Regions from separate parts of the Sus scrofa genome. Here all the other regions are linked to region 3. Evidence: chromatin contacts called from public targeted proximity ligation data. All regions are on one chromosome and are shown on one strand. The core of a region is the stretch at or near the end of the contact, and the rest is flanking DNA. Distances in the headings are between cores, read along the strand shown.

Region 1 (2,700 bases), core at 154-2,653, 550 kb after region 3:
GATGATGAATGGCAAGCCACAGAATGGGGAGGATGAACTGGGAAGCCATGCAAGAAAGGAGGTTCCAGGATCTTATTTATTAGCCAAATCTTACTTAGGCAAAACAGGATGATAAAAACAGGTTCTCTTCGGGAGCTGCAGATGAGGCTGGACATCTAAGGGGGACAAAGGGCAAGGGGTGGGAACCTCTTTCTGCCCACTCTCGTGGCATCTTGGAAACTCACCACCAGGCCTCTACTCCCAGCGCCACCTTGAACAGGGCCAGTGGGATGGCCAATGAGGCTGGCTGCTCTAGAATATTACAGAGTAGGGCAAAAGAAGGGCATGGTTCATGGAGGAGTTGAAGGAATGCAAAGACAGGCCAGGGAAAATGGGCTCCCAAACCGCGTGATGCCATGTGGTCTTTAGCCGTTCTTTCACAGAAAGGGACGATAAGAGAAGGCATGCTCTGTTCAGAAAACTTTTTCACCTGGATGCATAAACAGAAATTGCGAACATAAACTTGGGAGAGTTAAGGCTTCAATCTCTCCCGATTTCCTATGAGTCAAAAACGTGAGCACTCATGAGGAAGGTTCTCTGTGGTGTGCCTGAGTCTTTCAACTCCAGGAGGACGTGGCTTTCCTGAAGGTGACCTCAGTTTCAATTGGCTCACCTTCCCCCCCCTCTTCCCAGAAGAGCAAGCACTCTCATGTGGAAGCAACAGGACATCCAGCTGCGGTAGGGGTGCCAGGGGAGGAGGAAGCTCGGGGGTTGTGATGAAGGAGTTCTATCTCTATGGTGTGATGAGAAACAAAGGAGAAGTCTGTGGCCTGCCTGATTTCGGCTCTGCTGGAGGGCACACTGAAGATTATTCGAGGAGGCAAGTTTAGGGAAGAGGGAAAGAAGAGTCATGGTCTTGTTTTTTTCCCCTCACCCCCCACTTTCTTACCACATCTCACATTTGCTACAGAATAAATAAAAGCTACTATAGTAAGTTGTGAGCCTCTAGGACTTAAGACATCCAAATAATGCGGGGGCTAAATATTTAAATACACACGTTCCTGTTTTCAAGGTCAAGGCAGCACCAGAGCACAGCAGCACACCTGAAGCAACTCTGCCATTAAAAGCCCTCTAATCTATTACTGGTCCTGAGTCCAGTTTACACCCTACACCCGGGGAATGGCACACACAAGCACGTCTGCACTGGGGAACAGCTAGTTCCGAGGTGAAGCTGCAGAGTGAGGAAGGTCACATGCTTCTTACCACCAAGGCAAGACACAGGACTACTGCAGGCGTGGCCTCAGTGCTCGCAGAGCCACGGGGCTGGGGGGTGGGGGGAGGGGGTTACTGCACATACAGTGTGAAGGGAAGAGTCAGTTCCCTACGGACAGGAAACCCAGGTGGAAAAGTGGGGAGGCAGGAGTGAGACAGTGTGGGAGGGAAGCACAGGCAGTGGTGGTTATGAGGAAACCAGAAAGCAAGCGTGTCACACGCATGAGGACAGCATCCTCCTCGAATGAGTATTGCTTCAGGAGCTGGATGGTCAGTGAGACAATGAAAACGAAACAAATAGTCACAAGTGAGCAGAGCTTTCAAAAGCCAAATACAGAAGCTGGCAGAGGTGAACACTGCTGGACACAACTCGTTCATGCTGGGGTCACACTCTCTAGTCTCATGCTAGTCGCCTTTGATGCTGTGAGGCCCCTTTATAACCGAATTTCATTTTTCATTTTCATCCATGTTACGTGATACTGGATTCTGAAAGTGGGGTTTATACCACGAGGGAGAGGCAACCATACAGCTAACATTCTTATTCTGGCTTCTGAAAACAGATCTCCACATTAGAGAAGGAAACAAACACACTCCTTTCTGACCAGAAATTAACTCCCAGGAAAAGCTGACTTAGTAATAAAATCTAGGAAAATGCGTAGTGTGCTTGTTTGGTCCACTGTAGCAGTAAAATGTTTTAAGGACACTGGCAGCACGTAGATATTTCTGAGAACGCTGCTTGCCTTCCAGAGAGGCTGCTGGCTAACCTTTAAGCCTTTTTTCGGTTCTGCTGAAAAGCTCTAAAAGTAGCATCCTTTACCACCCAAAATTCCCTAGCTGAACTCTTCTCCTGCCTTAACACATTCCCCCACCCCCACAAATCCAGTAACAAGAGCCTATTACGAGCCACAACTTACTGCCCAGTGTCCCAAGCACAGAGTTTTCTGGAGGAACCTCTCGGTGGCCTGCTGGGCCGTAGAACTGTCCACACTTTCACGAGAAGCCACCTGTCTACAATGCTGTCCCTGTCCTCACTGCCCAGCAGCTGCCTCCCACTGTGATATGAGGGCATGACTCTGGCTGCTGTAATCCCTGCTGACTTTCCAGTGTGCCCGCAGCGGCTGGCACACGTGGTGACTTCTGACTACAGGACTCTCTCCCTAAGGAGCTAGGCACCCCTGATCCTTCTACACACATCCACGGGTGCCCTCCCCTCCCCCACAGTGGGGCTGTCATCTAGGGCACTATGTGGTGACCTAAAATCTGGAGGGACAGCCAGTGACAGCAACTGAGCGTGTTAAAGACGAAACCAGAGAAGGGTGCAGCACCAGCCAAATGGAAGCTGGAAATCCAGGAGTTGTGAGGCTTCGGGGTTCAAAGACCTCAAGGGCAAAAGGCTTTGCAATCAAGGACCAGAAGTAACAGAAAGAAAAGATAATTACTACAGAGCTG
Region 2 (2,700 bases), core at 54-2,553, 520 kb after region 3:
TAACATTTCTCACTCGAATTCAATTGTAATTGATTTCACTTCATTATTATTATTGTTTGGCTTTGCCCTCTGCATACAGAAGTTCTCACGCCAGGGCAGGGACACCGGATCCTTAACCCACCAGGGAACTCCAGTTGTAATTATTCTTATGCATATTTTGATAGGGACTCTAACCCAATCACTGTGTCCCAGCACCATCTGAAAGCAGCCATGCCTTTCTTTATCAAATGCACGGGAATCGTGAGCACCCCTCCAGGAAATGCCTGGTTACTGCGCAGAACCGCGGCGAGGGGGTCACCGGAACAACAATTTGAAAACGTCAGTAACTGAGTATGTTCAAGTTTTCCGCACTCAGCTTGGGGTTGTGATGCAACTGTTGTTGTTGTTTTTGCTTTTCAGGGCCACACCCGTGGCATATGGAGGTTCCCAAGCTAGGGATTACAAAGGAGCTGTAGCCACGGGCCTACGTCACAGCCGCAGCAACTCGGGATCTGAGCCGTGTCTGCGACCTACACCACAGCTCAGCGCAACGCCAGATCCTTAACCTACTGAGCGAGGCCAGGGATCGGACCCGCTTCCTCATGGATACTATTCGGATTAGGTTTCACTGAGCCACCATAGGAACTCCCGAGATGCGACTCCTTAGTCTCGCTACGAGCGCTGCTGCGGGATGTCCTGCCCACGGATCGCCGCCTCTAAGCATCTCCGTCTGTGCGGGCATCTGGGGACCTCGGGACCCGGCGATGGGGCGCTGCCCGGGCTGTTGAGCCTGGTCCCGGTACAGCTCTAATCTCCGCCATAGCGGCCTGGGGTACACGGAGCCGAGCTCCGCTCGGGAGGCCGGGCAGGAGCTCGCTGGTGGCCAGCAGAGACCACAGGGGCGCAGGGCGCGCAGGGGCCAAGCGCAGAGAGCCGCTGACACGGAAGTCAGCATCGCGCTGCCAAACAACTTGCTTTACGGCTCTCAACAGATGGCTCTGTTCCTCTACCCCGACCACAACTTGCGGCTCCTCCGCCCGTTCACAGCCGTGGTGCGGCACGCTCTCTTTGGACCGTCTTCCCAGGGTCTTCTGCGCGGCCGCGCCGCGTACCCTTCCGCGAGTACAGGTCTTCTCAGTTCATTCGCGTTAGACCTTCTTCCCACACCCCGGTCTGGTTTACCCTCGTTCTGACCTTCCTCCCAGGACTCTTTGCGCGGGAACCCAAAGTGTTCTTCCGCGCCACACGCCATTCTGGTTTTGGGTACTCCCGTTGGACCTTCCTCCCAGGGTCCTCTGCGCGGCCTGCTTTATCGCCCTTCTGCGAGTACGTCTCTCGCTCTCTCTCTCTCGCTCGCTCTCTCTCTCTCTCTCTCTCTCGCACTTTTTCCAGTTTCTCTGACGCCGTCATCACGCGTGTCCTTCCGCGCGTTCAAGTCGGCTCTCGCTCGGACCTTCTTCCCAGGGTCCTCTGCGCGGCCGTCCCGAGACCCCTTCTGCGCGTTCAGGGGGAACGGTGCGTGAGTGGGATCTCCGCCGGGTGGGAAGCTCGTCTCCCGGTCCCGGCTTAGTGGTACCGACCCGGGGCATGTGCTGAGGGGAGGGTGCCGTGGCCGTGGGCGGGGCGGGGCGGGGCGGGGCGGGGCGGGGTTGGGGCTGCGGTTACTTGCTGCCGGTTGACCGGGGCCGAGGGCGCGTAGACAGTTGTACTCCGGTGTGTAGAATTACCCACTTAGGGATTTGACAGTTCAGCGCGTATTCAGCGTTTCTAGACTTTTTTTTTTTTTAAATTGAGATAGAATTTATATATGATTAAAGTTGTTCATCCAAAGTGAACATTGAGTGGTCTTTATTGTATTCACAGAGTTGGGCGGCCGTTACCGTTATCTAACGCAGAACATTTTCATCACCTGGGAAAGAAGCCCGAGCTCATTAGCGGGCTCCTCATCCCCCTCCCCCAGCCCCACCAGTCTTCTTTCTGCCTCTGAATTTGCCAGATCTGGATGTTTTGCATAAGTGGGATCATGCAGTATGTGGCTTTTTGTGTCTGGCTCCTTCACTTGGCACTGTGTCCCCAAGGTTCATCCGAGCTGTGGCGCGTGTCCCGTACTCTCGTGGCCCAATAATAATCTTTCGTTGTCGGGATATACCATGTTTTGCTTCTTCATTAATTGATGGGCATTTGCGTTTTTGCACTTTTCGGCTTAATTTAAGGGCTCTTTCATCATAGAATTCAGCCCTAGGCACAAACAATGTAAAACTAAGTTCTTATCACATTTAACTCGGGTTGGATCAGGTATTTCATTGGCCCCAGGTCTGGTATCTTTCAGAAAAGGCTGGCTTTGTGAAGTCCTCTGTTCTCAGTGCATCGCTTACTAGACCATTGACTGTGGTGGTAACAAGCAGAGAAGCGTTTGTGTGCAGGTCCCATCGGAGATGCAGTCAGACCTGTCATCTAGTGATGGGAACTGAGTGGACTTGGAGACGAGTTTATGAAAAACGTAACAGCTGTGGGAGAGGTTTGATCTCATAAAACACCTAGCCTATTTTCATCATCTGTGAATTCTGTATTTGTGAATTGACTGGCTAAAACTTCTTTGTAGCCCCAAGCAGATGCTCCAATGCTCTGGCAGTGTGTGGAGTGTCCAGCAAGGCGTCCTCTGCCTTCTTGCTCATACTGTAAACCAGTGTCTTTGTTGTGGTATATTTGTTGCTGCATTTT
Region 3 (2,850 bases), core at 199-2,698:
ATTGTAAATTAACTATACTTCAAAGAAAAACAAACGGTTAAAAAAACGGATATGTAGGAGCCCCTCCTTTCTCCAGATGTTCTGCCTTTCCTGCTCCCCTTCTCCGTAGGAATAGACTAATCCTTATTCCCTGAGTGCTCTGTTCTCTTCCGATCCCTCCCCTCTCTCCCCAGCACTGGCCCCTCCAGGGTCTGCTCACCCAGAGGTCACTGTCACCCAGAGGGCTGTTCCAGGGATAAAGGGCTGATAGGGAAGTAACCACTAGAGGGGGACATAATTACACCATTCCTGGGGACTAAGCGAGGCCGGAGCAGGCAGGCATCCAGCTGGAGGCTTGGAGATGTGGCTGAGTATCAGCATACCACCCACAGTGAGCACCACACACACACACACACACACACACACAGACAACCTGCTCTGGCCAGCTAAGCAACCAGGGCCTCAGGTGTTCTGACGAAAGCCACCCCTTGCCATGGCCCACACCTGTTCATGGAAGAGTCAGCATCTCATTTGCGGCTTCCACAGACCCTCTTTATTTGGTGTCACATAGAAACTGCATCCTAGTGAGGTGGGATGATGAACTTTTACATGTCATCAGGGCAGCGAACACAGTGGTTTAGAAAGTGGTCTCTAGATCTAGACTATGGAGTTCCAGTTCCAGCTCTGCAGGCTGTTTGGTCTTGAGTAGGTTACTTCTCTGTGCCCTGGTTTCCCCACCTGGAAATGCAGGTAATCATGGAACCTGCTTCATAGCCATGCAGGTCAGTCATTCACTGTGCGGAATAAAGAAGTTCGTATACTTGAAAACCTTTACAGAATGTCTAATACACAACAAACGATCAATAAATATTGGCTACTTTCATGAGGGCCAGGAGCTGGACGAGGAGGTAACATGCATTATCCCACTCAGTCCTCACACAGTCTCCCCAGACATCAAAACCACCAGTCCCACTTCACAGACAAGAAAACTGAGGCTCCAAGCAGTTAAACAGCTTGTCCAAAGTCACAGAGCTAATAAGTGATAGAGTCAAGGTTTGAACCCAGAATCTAACTAAAACCCCATGTTCTTTCACTACATCACTGACTTTTCAGCATTCATACCAGAGGACTAAAAAGCAAGAGGGAGAAGGGAACATAACTTTTAATGTATATTATTTGTATTTTACTAAAAAAGGGAGAGCTCTCTAACTGAACAAAAGTTTTAAAGCAGGAGGAAGAAAAGCAAGCTGCATGGCAGCCGCACCTGGGGACCCGCTGGACGGACATGCAAATTCCCAGCCCCTCTAGGACCTTCCGCCTCAAAGACCTCAGAGTTAGCCTGAGGCACATGCAAGCTGGAGAAGCCAAAGAAGCGTGAGAGGTGGTGGTGAGAACCTAGGTCAGAGGCAGCAGGATGGACGTTGGTCCAGCAGACGCCTGGTCCAGGACTGCCTGACTGAATGACCATGATGCTTCCTGACCTGCAGAAATCCAGGGCAAAGGGACAGAAGGCTCGCCAATTGAAGGACCCTCTCACTAGGCTCTTGTGCGTTTGCTGTTTCCGCTGCACGTTTCTTAAAAACAGGAAATAACATTTTAAAATGTTGAACTGTCAGCAGAATGTGGGGGCACCTCTGTGGGGGCTTTTTCTGATGGGACATTTATAGAAGAAAGCACCCAAACAGCATTTCTTAGGCCCCTACCCAGGGCCAGGCTCTGCACCAGGACCCTTCCCTTCCTGTGCCTGGTTTTTCTCAATGAGTTCTCACAACAGCTCTGTGACCAGGAGTCACTCTCATTTTAGAGAAGAGGAAATTGAAGCTCAAAGCCTTTGCTGGAGGTCACGCAATGGGACAGCCGGGATCCAAGGCACAAGTTGTGACTGCAGGTCTGGGGGACACTGCCTGGGGAGCCTCGAGTCACAGGCACTTAGGGAAGTCCCCTGGGACCTGGACCCAGGCCTTCCCAGGGGCTCCCTCTTCCTATCCCCGTTACCCCCACCCCACCCCAGGATGTGCAGCATCCAACTCTACCGCCAGGGAGGGGCGAGCTGGGCAAAAGGAGAAGAAGAACGACCTCTGTTCTAAAAACAGTAGCAAAGTCCAAACAGTGAACTAAAAATTTGACTTTTTTTTTTTTTCAATGGTCACACCCACGACATAAGGAAGTTCCTAGACCAGGGATTGAATCTGAGCCACAGCCACGACCTAAACAGCAGCTATGGCAACCAGGTCAGGGATCAACCCAAGCCGCTGCAGTCAGATTCTTAACCCACCACACTCACTACAGGCGGGACTCCAAAGGTTTCTTATCCTCAAAAGAAAATAAAAGTAAGACAAAAAAGCAAAGAATTCTTCAAAACTGAGAAAAATTTTGGTGACTTTTAAAATTAACCTAACTGATGTTTCAACTCTGAAGGACCAGAACAATGTACAACAATGTATGTTTGTGATCATAGCATTCTTATTTTTTCCCAAACTAGGAAGGAAAACACAGCCTGTTCTTTAGGTAGGTTTCCACCCTGTGCAATGACCTTCCTCCCATCATCACCTGTCCAAATCCAAGGCTTCTCTGTCATGGTCCTCTAAACTGACAAGATTTTATTTGTAAGATGACTCTGTTGGCCCTCACACCTCGGATAACATGGTCATTATTTTCCAGCACGGTGCTGGGTGCTGACTACTCAGAGGCAGAAACACCTTCCGCATCTTCGTCTACTCCCTGGCGCAGAGCTGGGCACGCCAGCTGTGTGAAGCTTCCAGAAGGACCAAATAAATGACGGAAACCTTCCCAAGCGCTCCGTGCTTGGAAACAGCTACATGTGCAGCTTGGCTGATTTTTTTTTTTTTTTTGTATCTTTGCCTTTTCTTG

Evidence for each region.
Region 1: a contact with region 3 is called in a targeted proximity ligation map of alveolar macrophages. A contact is called at or near these places in 2 of 2 datasets of targeted methods (alveolar macrophages and skeletal muscle).
Region 2: a targeted proximity ligation map of alveolar macrophages shows a contact between it and region 3. A contact is called at or near these places in 2 of 47 Hi-C or Micro-C datasets (heart right ventricle and omental adipose tissue) and 1 of 2 datasets of targeted methods (alveolar macrophages).

The regions. Positions count from the first base shown.
Region 1 is chr5:68,135,829-68,138,528 of Sscrofa11.1, reverse strand. All of the region lies in intron 27 of WNK1 (serine/threonine-protein kinase WNK1), which reads right to left. Among named protein-coding and RNA genes, the nearest start is that of RAD52, 30 kb to the left of the region's middle.
Region 2 is chr5:68,166,251-68,168,950 of Sscrofa11.1, reverse strand. RAD52 (RAD52 homolog, DNA repair protein) reads left to right here and starts at 1,303. Exons shown (of 13, transcript NM_001123182.1): 1 at 1,303-1,494.
Region 3 is chr5:68,688,504-68,691,353 of Sscrofa11.1, reverse strand. All of the region lies in intron 1 of WNT5B (protein Wnt-5b), which reads right to left. Among named protein-coding and RNA genes, the nearest start is that of FBXL14, 12 kb to the right of the region's middle.